Linked DNA regions of Zea mays: region 2 is linked to region 1. The links are chromatin contacts, called in public Hi-C maps. All regions are on one chromosome and are shown on one strand. The core of a region is the stretch at or near the end of the contact, and the rest is flanking DNA. Distances in the headings are between cores, read along the strand shown.

The links. Hi-C and Micro-C count contacts between places; a contact is called where the count stands out from the background.
Region 2: a Hi-C map of ear shows a contact between it and region 1, with 4 times the contacts expected there. The contact joins the promoter of LOC103635893 here to the promoter of LOC100280949 in region 1. A contact is called at or near these places in 8 of 25 Hi-C or Micro-C datasets (bundle sheath, ear, endosperm and 3 more).

Annotation. Positions count from the first base shown.
Region 1 is chr8:130,339,328-130,345,211 of Zm-B73-REFERENCE-NAM-5.0, reverse strand. LOC100280949 (translocator protein homolog) reads left to right here and starts at 3,456. Exons shown (of 1, transcript NM_001153869.1): 1 at 3,456-4,305. The coding sequence starts at 3,524. The coding sequence ends at 4,090. It overlaps LOC100283461, which reads right to left. Exons shown (of 3, transcript NM_001156362.2): 3 at 4,755-5,511. The coding sequence ends at 5,062. It also overlaps the pseudogene LOC103637275.
Region 2 is chr8:130,485,311-130,491,194 of Zm-B73-REFERENCE-NAM-5.0, reverse strand. It overlaps LOC103635893 (cullin-1-like), which reads right to left and starts at 3,104. Exons shown (of 18, transcript NM_001346824.1): 1 at 2,736-3,104; 2 at 2,513-2,612. The coding sequence starts at 2,875. It also overlaps the pseudogene LOC111590064.

The DNA of each region.
Region 1 (5,884 bases), core at 2,207-4,706:
AAGTGTACAGTGCAAAGCCAGAAGTCAGAGCTGCGAAGTCAGAACGCACCGGACTGTCCGGGGTGCCACCGTCTGTCCGGTGCAGCAAGAAGACAAAGGACTTCAACGGTCAACCTCTCCAAACCCCAACGGGCAGCTGACGTGGCACGCACCGGACACTGAATAGTGCCATGTCCGGTGCGCCACCGGACTGTCCGGTGTGCCCATAGACAACAAAGTCAGCCAACGACTAGGAAGTGGTTGGAGGCTTTAAATACCCCCAACCACCTCCATTCAAGTCATCCAAGTTTTCTGAACTCAACATTCAATACAAGAGCAAAAGGCTACACTCCAAGACACAATCAAGAGACCAAATCCTCTCCAAGCCTCCAAATCAACTCAATTTCTTAGTGACTTGAGAGAGGGTGTTTTGTGTTCTTTTGTTGCTCTTGTTGCTTGGATTGCTTTCTCCTTCTCATTCTAATCCTTCTAAAGTGCTTTGTAAAGCTAGCAAGAGACACATAAGTGTGTGGTGATCCTTGTGGGGTTTTAGTGACCCAAGTGATTAAGGAGAAGCCTCGACCGGTCTGTGTGACCGATTGAGACAGGGAAAGGGTTGGAATAGACCCGACCTTTGTGGCCTGCTCAACGGGGACTAGGTTCTTTGGAACCAAACCTCGGTAAAAAATCACTGTGTTCACTTGTTGATCTTCACTTGATTTGTTTCCCCTCTTTCCTCTCTCTAAAAGTTCCCTTGCTCATATTGATTTGACTTTGCTCCCAAAAATTATCTGCATTAATTGAGCAACTCTAAGCAAGGAGAACTATATTCCGCACTCCGATTTAATTCTAACGCTAACCCCGGACATAGTGTGTGTTCAAAGTTTATAATTTTCAAGTTTCACTTATTCACCCCCCTCTAGGTGACTTTCAGCGGGCAGATGCTGAGTTCGTTGGTGGAGGTGGTGGGGAGGATGAATCTGTTGGAGTATTCTGGTGGATCGAGGTCGATGACGTGCTTATCCTGCGAGGGCAGAAACTTGTTGGCCTCCTCTCTGCCCTTGAGGAAGGCAGGGCTCATGAGGTCGGAGTTGGTCCCGTTGCTGAAGAAGGACACAGGGTCGAAGTCGAAGCCGACGAATTGAGTGGCGGGGTCCGGGGCGTAGGAGTCGACCATGGCTGGGGTGGGTGGCACGCTGGCGGACGCGTCGAAGGAGGAGTGGTTGACGTCGAGGGGGGTAGGCGGGAGGTCGAGGTACACGGAGGGCAAGAAGCGCTGGTACCAGCGAGTCTCTATTTTGTCAAACCTCTGGTTGAACTCGTCGAGGATGAGCTTGAAATCGAGAGACATGGTGTTGGCAAATTGAAGCCGAGGATTGAACGAATCTGATACCAATTGTTAACACACTTCTCAACTCATACACAGAATAGCTCAGTTCAATGGTAACCTGATTATACAACCTCAGGAGGAAGGGAGGTTTGCAGCAAGCTACAAATTATATGGAGAAGTACAACACTAGAACAGGAAGGGATGCGAGATTTAGCTCTCTAGATGGAGATTTGGAGATGAAGCACAGACACCCCGAGCGGTGGAGATGGAGATGTGTTTCTGAATAAGCTTTCGATGCCCTCGCCATTCAATTGTTACTGCTCCTTATAGTTCTCATCTACGCTAGTTGGGCCGGCGTGTACCATATGGGTCGTGTTCCTAACATGCTGCCAGCCAATGGCCATGATTGGAGAGGGAGAAAGTCGGGGAAGGGAAAGGAGAGAGGGAAAGGGAGGGGAAAGCTAGGGTAACATCTGAACATTGAAAGTAGAGCAAAGAAAATTTTATTCTAAAATTTAGAGTGTTACAAAGTAGTTAACTGTATTAAATAAGGATCAGTTGACTTGATCCACAACTGACAAGCCTTATTAGATAAGGATTCCAAAACAAACTTATCAGATCGCAGGCGACAAGGCTTAGACCTCAAATTCGGTGAACCATTTACGCATATATCGTGTGCCCACGCCTTTCACCCCGCTCCCACTCAACACATGGAAGAACAAGTGAGTTGAGTTTCCTCTACCTGACTAATGTTTTCACACTCACAATATCATACACATCGGCTTTATGATTTTCGTAGAAATTAAATGGACTTGGCTCAGTAATTCTAACATGTAACGATCTTCCCTCAAGATGGAAATGTCCCCGTGATTTTTTTTATCTTTCAAATACAGTGTTTAGTATAGTAGATTTTCGAAGTTGGTGAGGTTGTGATGCTGGACTCCTAACGTGATGTTAGTCCCTAATAATCGCAGGCTCGCAGCTTTGTACGGCAAATAGGGTTTCTGGATTTGACGTATATAAGGGATGTAATCGGATCGAATACGGACGGATATCACTGAAATCATATTTGTTTTCATATTTTTATTCGGATTCGAATTCGAATACGGATAGCTTCGGATACGAATACAAATACGGATGTTCTCGGATACAAATACGGATAGCTATGTGTCAAATACGGAACTAGTCGGACACGGATATTGTCGGTAACGAATTTTTTGTCGGATATCATGTAAGACATCATTCCACACGTATCATGGTTGTAATCATGTATCCACTCATTGAGTCTAAACATTTTTGTATTATATGTGTTCATATGTCACCTTTTTTTTGTAAAATTCATGAATTTTTAGCCTATGTGCGTGTTATTAATTTATTTTGCATAAAATCATCAAAATGCAAATAAGATACCAAAACTAATAAACATTCTATAAGAATATAACCTGTCTCCACATGAAAATGATAAAAAAAACTTGGATACTTAGAGTGATTTCACGTGTAATTCACACAACAAGTGAAAGTGAAATGTAAGAAACACTATCATATTTTGGATTTTATGGTCCAAATATTTTGGAGGATTATATATGAACATATGGTATGCCTCCATAAATTTTCATAATTTTCTGAGGCTATTTGTGTATTATTAATTTTTTTCTACAAAAAATCAACAAAATGCACACAGCTATCCGGATAAGATATCCGGATATCCGAGAAGATTTATCCGAGAAAATATCCGGATATTCGATATCCGACGGATATCAGACATATTGTATTCGAATTCGATATCCGAACAAAATATCCGTATTCGTATCCGTTATCCGAAAAAATGTCCGGATATCCGAAAATTCCATCCGAACCAGTGTTCACCATCTTCGAATCCGGATCCGGACGGATATTTTCCGAACCATATTACATCCCCTATATAAGCTTATAAGGGAAAAAAGACTCAGTCAGCATTTGTTTTGTCCTGCTCGATCGTCCTAGTCACCTCCAACTCCAGAAGCCTCGCAGTCACCTGGCATGGAAGCTCCATAGTTTAAAGGGCTCCACTCTGCACGTGTCACCTTCCCGCCACACGTGTCCATGCTCGGAGCAAGCCTCGCGCGTATTTAGAACGCGTCTTGCGACGATCCGGCTTCCCCTGCCTGAGAGAATCGGCTCGGACAGTCGGACTCGATCATCAATTAAGCGAACCTCGCCGCGATCGTATCAGCCATGGCGACCGCCGCGCACGAGGGCGTGACCCAGCGCGTCGCTGCCAGTGGCAGCAGGGACGACGGCGCCAGCGGCGGCATCGCGGCGGTCTCGGGTCCCAACAAGAAGCCGGGCGGCGGCAGGAGGCGGCGCGGCCTCCGTTCGGTCGCCGCCGCGGTGTCCATCCCCGCGGCGCTCGTGGCTCTGTCCTTCTTCGCCGCGGGCCACTCCACGCCGCCGCCGAGTTCCGCCACGGTGGCGGTGGTGCGGGCCGGGTCGGTGGCGTCGGAGGCGGTGCTGGCGCTGGCGGCGTGGATGGCGTGGGCAGAGGGCGGGCTGCACGCGCGTCCGGCCGCCACGCTGCTGCCCTACGCCGCGCGGCTCGGCGCCGCGCTCGCGTGGGCGCCGCTCGTGCTGGGCCGCCACGCCGCGGCGCGCGCGGGCCTCGCCTGCTGCGCCGCCATGGCCGTGGGCGCCGTGGCGTGCGCGCGCGGCTTCGGCGCCGTCAACCCTGTGGCTGGCGACCTCGCCAAGCCCGCCGTCGCCTGGGCCGTCATCCTCGCCGTCGTCAACTACAAGATGCTCTGAGCTCCCGAGAACACGCGCGCGCTGTTCGTGTTCGATCCTCGGCAGCCAGGCCCCTGGTTATTTGTTGTGAACATGTAATAATGCGTTGGTTTGTGTACAGTATACGTTCTGAGTATGTTGTTGTGTCCTGCATATTCATCTGAGAATGCAGCCAGGCCCCTCGTCAACTACAAGATGTTCTTAAATTTCGATTGCGATGTAACAATGTATGTGTATACCGTGTATGTTCTACTACTATGACGACGTATGGGATTGGGGAGAGATGGATGGTGGCTGTCATGTGCTGTCATACGTCAGCTGCCGAAAATAATAGTCAGCTGCCGAAGAGATGGATGGTGTCATGTGCTACGACCTACGCGTTGGGCGGCGTGAGGTGAGGACGGACGTGGCTATAGGAGAGGAATTGATTACGCACTATGGAGCCTGGAAGGGTTGAAGTTTTAAGAAGGAAGATAATTGGAAGCCTCTCTCTACATGAAAATTATCATACTAATGAACTCATTTGGGTCGGTAGAAATGATCACATCTTTGATGGGATTCTGCCGACCATACTTAAATTGCTGGGTTTTCTTTAAAAAAATATTTGCTTTGGTTATCCATAGAGCGAAGAAACAACATTTTCCTCTTATAGAGGAGTCGCTAGAGCACTAATTGTGATCTCTTTATTATCTTCTTTTTTGCATCCTAAATTCTGTTAAATTTACTTGGAACACAACAGCCGAAATGCCAATAGGCACATACGCGTTGGGTACTCAAAATGATGACAAAGCACAAGCATCAACATTGCTATTCCAATAGATAATGTTATACATATTATCCATAAAACAAAGACGAACTTGTGTAGGCTCACTGCAACAAAAAGGAATGAAACGATACTGAACCACGCATGAGTTCACCATAAGGTACGCAAAGACAAAACACAGTAATACTTCTTGATATTGGTTTATGCAGTTCACATTCCATTTCATCTTCTACTGGGAAGGAATGGGCTGCATCTCTGGTGCTGCAGCAACGTCAGCCACGGGGTACCTGAACACGCGGGCGAGCCGCTCAGTGGGCACCAGCGGGAGATAGGTGGCCACGGCGTTCCCGCGCTTGGCACCATCACGCACCGCCGAATTGTACCTGGCAGAGAGCTGTGCGGCAGTGGGGAGGACGGCCCTGGTGACCGAGGGCACCAGAGGGAGACGGTTCAGGGCCACCCAGGCCTCGGCGGCACGCCGCTCTGCCACAGGCTCGTAGCGGGTGTAGAGCTCCCGGGCCTTTGGCTCGGCGCGGGCGATGGCTGACTTGGCAAGGCCAGTGGCCGTGCCCACCAGGCCGGCCTGGCGAACCTCCTTCGCAGCCGAGCGGGCCAAGGTTGGGGCTTCCTTCACCACTGGAGGGACGCGGCGGTCTATCTCCTCAACGGACTCACCAACCTGCAAGTGGGGGGCAGAACGTGCAAATCGTCGATCATTTCTTCGCTCAGTGGCACAAATCAGATGATGGAACAATGCAAGACAATGGCAACACAACGACTTCAGAGTTTGTAGTGCGTATACAATAACGTATAACGGCCTGACTTGCAAGAAGCGTGTGAAAAATGAACAATATACTGGGCACGAGTAAGTGACCAGCTCTACATGGGTAGGCAGATTCAAGGAGCTGATGAACGTATCTGAAACATCAGTTAAAATTGTACCATGATGATTAGTCAAATACATAAACAAACATAGTATAGTTCCTAATAGAACTCGCCAGAAGTTGGTGCTTGTAATCCTTAAGCAATAAACCTCAAATCTTGGTCATACA
Region 2 (5,884 bases), core at 1,855-4,354, 150 kb before region 1:
CTGCAGAAAAGCTCCTGCAAATTGAAACTAGCATCCATGTGTATTCAATTATGCAATCCATTATTTATCTTCCTGCCATAGATAGCATCAATTAGTGTCCAACTCCTGTCCATTAGGAGGCGGTGCAAAAACACAAAAAGGTGCTCTCTACAGTCTACATGATATACTAGTACAATGCCCGTGTGACGGTACACCAATCATATTTGATGGTATAGCGCAACAATTGTATGACACCCAAGGGTCCAGTGGCAACCCAGTGTGATGGACCCGCCCCACAAAAATCAAATTTAAGATTAAAGTTGGACCCTTCCAATAAAAAAATAAAATTAAAGTGGACATATGGCCCACATAGCAGATATTAAACTGCAGACACTACACTTTGTCTTAGCCAAAAGGCCAAGAAAGATATGAGTTGAAAAGGAGACATGCCCCCTTTCTATAGCTCGCTCGGTCGCTCATACTCCTTCAGCTAGCGAGGTGGTATTATCCAGGAGCGTTGCGCTGCGTGTGGCTTGGTGTTATGTTGCGCTTAGGTGTTTTCTCACGGCCCATCTGGAAGGTAACGGCCTAGTTGTTAGCCAAGACGTGGGGAGAGAATAAACAGATCGACGCTACGCCCTTCGCGCATGACGCACGAAACTCATGCTTTAAAGGGTATAAAGATAAGAAATGAGCTACAATGTACAAAGAATGGGCACAAAATTGTTTGTCAAGTAGATGGGACAATTGTTTCGCCAATCAAGATGCTTACAATTATAAAATTAAAGAGATTGAATTGTGCTGCAGAAATTTAAAATACACAAAAGAAGGGGAAGAGAGCATGAAAGAAGTTCTGATTACTCCATTCACAAATTACAATCAAACAGATCAGGACAATTGTATATATTATTACAAAAGGGTTCTACCATCTATGACAAACAACCCTCATTCTCCCAAAAAGAAATTTGTATCTACGGAGTGAATGAAATAATCCTGGTTTGCTGTCTACCCTCGATAAGCCCATAACAGAAGCTACAAGTTCCAACAAACAGCGAATGAAAATAGACACAGCAATATCACAGGACATCTAATGAATCTACTGGAGCCAACAGAACAGCAGGCACAAGTGTACAAACAAATGGACACAGAATTGTTACAAGGCACGTCAAGTAGCTAGATCAAGTGTTTCACCAAATCAAGATGCTTACAATAAAATTAAAGAGATTGAATTACCCTCTAAAAATCAAGAGATGGACAGATGAAGGGGAAGAGAGCACTGCCACTGCAATATTTGCAGCATTAGAAAGTTTTAATTAATTCATTTACAAATTACAATCAAACAGATCAGGAAAATTCTATATACTATAAGAATTCACCACCTATCATATATGGCAAACAACTCTCATTTTTTCCCAAAAGAATGTCCATCTACAGAGTGAATGAACCTGACTAGTGATCAATGTATCATTTAGCAGAAACACAGAAGGAAATGAGGACATCGCCATATACACCAAAGCAGGAGTCAGGCTCTAGAGGTGCAGTAGCGCTTTGACTGGTTTCCGTATCTATACAGCCAGGCCTGGTGGAGACAACGATTGGTTGCCTGCATGTCTCGGGCCCAGCAGCATTTTCTTCTCTGCATGCTTGCCAAAGCAGCTCGTTCTTGCACCGCTCGAGACTGGCTCGCCCGAAACAACAGATTCTCACGTCTCCCCGGCGCCTGGTAGAGTGGGCACTTTTGCATGCTGGGAGCCTAGCTCGGTAGCTGGACCAAGCAACCAAACTAGCGCTTCCTGCATCTCGCGAGCCTGGTTCAGCGCGCAGCAAACCAATCAGCCCCTTTGTGAGCAATACAACAGTGATCAGTAATTTTTCATTTACCTCCCTTCAACTCAGTTTCGATTCGATGGCAATTTTCCATTTATCCCCTCCCACCTTAACGTTGATTGCTCACAGAACGATTGGTTGCCTGCATGTCTCGGGCCCAGCAGCATTTTCTTCTCTGCATGCTTGCCAAAGCAGCTCGTTCTTGCACCGCTCGAGACTGGCTCGCCCGAAACAACAGATTCTCACGTCTCCCCGGCGCCTGGTAGAGTGGGCACTTTTGCATGCTGGGAGCCTAGCTCGGTAGCTGGACCAAGCAACCAAACTAGCGCTTCCTGCATCTCGCGAGCCTGGTTCAGCGCGCAGCAAACCAATCAGCCCCTTTGTGAGCAATACAACAGTGATCAGTAATTTTTCATTTACCTCCCTTCAACTCAGTTTCGATTCGATGGCAATTTTCCATTTATCCCCTCCCACCTTAACGTTGATTGCTCACAGAACGTACCAGATTTGAAGTGCTCATGTGAGCCCCAGGCTCTGAGAGCACGATTTGTTCCCCGTCAACAAAAGCTAAAAAAACTCCCATCCAAGCTGCCTTACTCCTCTCTGAGTAGGAAATCTAACCTTAATACAACGCCGCAAATACAAAACAATGAAGTTCTAATACAGACATTCACATGGGAAAGATAGATATGAACAGGAGGCTCACCATGGAGGTGATATACTCCTCGAACGACTCCCGATACTTGTCGTAGAGCTGCTGCGAGTAGTCGTGCGGCGGCTTCTGCGTGCACATGTTGTATATCGTCCTGCGACAAGAGGACCAAAACCTAGATCAGAACCGGATCGAGGCGGATCGCGGTGTGAAACCAAGCGGCCGCTGCGCAGGAGACGGTGGCGGCGAGGAGGAGTAAGGGGAGAAGGAGGCGCACGTGTAGAGCATCATGTAGTCCTCGGAGCTGAACTGAGGCTCGGGCTTGCCCTCGAGGATGTTCTTCAGCTTGGTGATACCCTTCTGCATAAACGCCCATCCCTCCTCCAGATCGATTGTCCTACGCTCCTGCCCTGCCATCACCGCCGGTGGCGGTGGCGGTGCCGGCGCGCTGAGACTCAAATCCTAGCGCCGCCGCTGGGGGTTTGGACCGTTTGGTGGTGCGCCTGGGGAGGATGGCGAGGGTCCTCGACAGGCCAGCTAGAGAGGCGGAATGGGGAAGGACTATGAGATAGGCGAGCGCGTGGGCATGAGAAGAGAGGAAAGAGGTGAGCTGGGCCTGGGTGGTGGCTTAGACTGGTTCCTCCGCACCGAGAGTCCGAGAGACGGGAGTGGATAGCATATGCTTAAATCACTGTTTTATCTTTAAATACTCTTTTCTTTTAAGTTCTCTTTTTCCATCCACATTTAAATAAATAATATAGAATATATACAAACTACATTCATAACTTATTGAGCGAATGTATATTTTGTCCAAAGTAAATTATATTTTATGACGAAGAGAGTATAAATTTATCAAGTTTGACAATTTGTAGCACCTCATACCTATTCCCTATATTCCCTATAACTATCTGTTTCCAAAAATTCTTATGCATAAAAATTAAACTCTTTGTTAGTATATTCCACCGACGATCTCGCCACTAAGGTACTAACGACTGCTTTGGCTTATCAGGATAAGCTGCTTAGGCTTACTGCTTGTAGGAGGAAAGATTTTAAATTCAAGTATGAGAGCACGCTTATAGAGCTTGAGTCTTCTAAAGCTTCTATTGTGGTGTCTGACGAGACTGAATATGATAAGTACGCTCTACACATGTCGAACATCGCAACTTTGTAGATCAAGTACGCCAACTTGCTAGATGAGCGTGACGAGTTGAGATCTAGGTCTATCTTGTTAGGTGCGTGTACCACTTGTCCTAGCTTGAAGACTGAGCTAGTAGAGAGAAACGGTAGTGTCGGGTACCGTAATTAGGGGTATCCCCAATGCTCCTAAACACGGCTGGAAAACATCTTCAAAACAAACCATAAACAGCTGATAAAGCGCGGTTCAAGTCAAGGCCTCGTCTACCAAGGGACGTGACCTCATTCGAGCCCAGCTTCGGGCAAGGACGGTAGTCCCGGACGTATTCACGCCTCGCCCGAGGGTCCCCTCAGTCAGCAGACGCACCCCCGTCTTACCCGAGGCTAAGCTCGGGCGAACTTTGTCGTACAGCGACCTCGGCCGGATCGCCCTACCAACCGACCGTATCGCATGCGCATTTAATGCGGGGATCGCCTGACACCTTATCCTGACACGCGCGCCTCAGTCGGCAAGGTCGAAGTGACCGCAGTCACTTCGCCCTTTCACTGACCGTTCTGACAGGAAAACAGCATTGTTCGCCCCGCTCCGGCTACTGTGTCAACCACCAGGGTAGGACTAGCAACAGCAAGTCGTGACCTCTCCCGAGTTCAGCCTCGGGCGCGACAAGGAGCTCCGCCTCGCCCAACCCCAGGCCTCGGCCTCAGCCCCGGCCTCGGGGAAGGTCTCCGCCTCGCCCGACCTCAGGCCTCGGCCTCGAGGGAAGGTCCCCGTCTCGCCCGACCTCGGGCCTCGGCCTCAGCCTCGGCCTCGGGAGGAGTCACATCCTCGCCCGACCTCAACCCCGGTCTCGGGAGAAGTCTCCGCCTCACCCGACCTCGGCCTCGGACCGACTACGCTACAGGGGATGCATCATTACCCTACCGCTAGCTAGCCACCCTTTGCTACGAAGGAACAAGACTGGAGTCACATCAAACTACTCCGATAGCAAGTAATGATGGTTCCCCGTGTGCGACCATGACGTCGATGGCTCTCAGCTCCCTACGGAAGCAAGGAAACGTCAGCAGGATCCATGCCGCACCGCCAGCTGCGCTTCTACAGGGCTCAAGGCACTTCTCCGCCAGCCACGTTAGCACATGTACAGGGCTCAAGGCACTTCTCCGCCAGCCACGTTAGCGCATAGCTACACCCCCATTGTACAGCTGAGCATCTCCTTGTATCTATAAAAGGAGATGTCCAAGGCCTTCCTGGGGGGGGGACGGACGGAGGGCGAAGGCAGGCGAGCAGAGGTAGGCAGAGTAGGAGAGACGCGGTAGAGGCAGACTCAGACAACTCACCTCAAGGCCGAACCCTCTCTTTCTCTCTCTCTCGCCCTCGCTCTCTCGCAACGCTTGTAACCCCTACTACGAGCACCCCGGTGCAAGATAATATAAGCCTCATCCCCCCGCTTGTGTTCCATCTTGCATCAACCCATCTGGGCAGGGACACACAGCGACAAATTCACTGGTCGGTTGACGGTCCTCGTGGGTCCGAAACGCCGACAGTTGGCGCGCCAGGTAGGGGTCTGCTGCGTGTTAACGAATACTTTCCCGTTGAGTTCCAGATGGGTAGCCTTCAGCAGCCTCTTCAGTCGGGGACGGTGCTCCGCTTCGGGAGTCTCGAGTTCATGACCCGCGATGGTGGCTACGACATGTACTCCTCCCCTCGCAGCACGACAACAACGACGGCCGTCGGCTCGCCCGGCGGAGGCGAACTCGACGACGACTTCCCCCCGTGGCAGAAGAGGAACACCCGGGTTTGCCCCACCACCCTCCTCGCCAGAGGAGGAGGAGACGGGGCAACCGTGGCCGGGCAGGAGGCGGCACCTCGTCGGCTGTCGGACCAGAGCGAGTCGACCACACCGGCACCCCTGCGGGGGACATGTCGGGTGTTATCCTCGCACCTGAGACAACGACGGGTGTCGCTTCCCCGCAACGTGCCAACCCCAAGCGGACTGATGACGCCAGCACCCTCGCGAAGGACTTGCTGGGCGTTAGCCTCGTACCTGAGATAACGGTGCAGTCCGTCCCCGATGCGACTTCGCCACCGTCCATCAACCAAGAGGTACCATCCATTTTCCACCATGTTCCCTTTAGATTCTGCTTCGATCCACCAAGCGACCCCGCTTCGGTGAGCGCTTTCGCGAGGGCATATCCTGACCTTCCAGGGTACCATATGTGGTCAACTTGGGACCGACTGACGACCGTCTCAACCTCCAGACCTGCGGGTTCTGAGGAAGAAGACGACCCTGACTT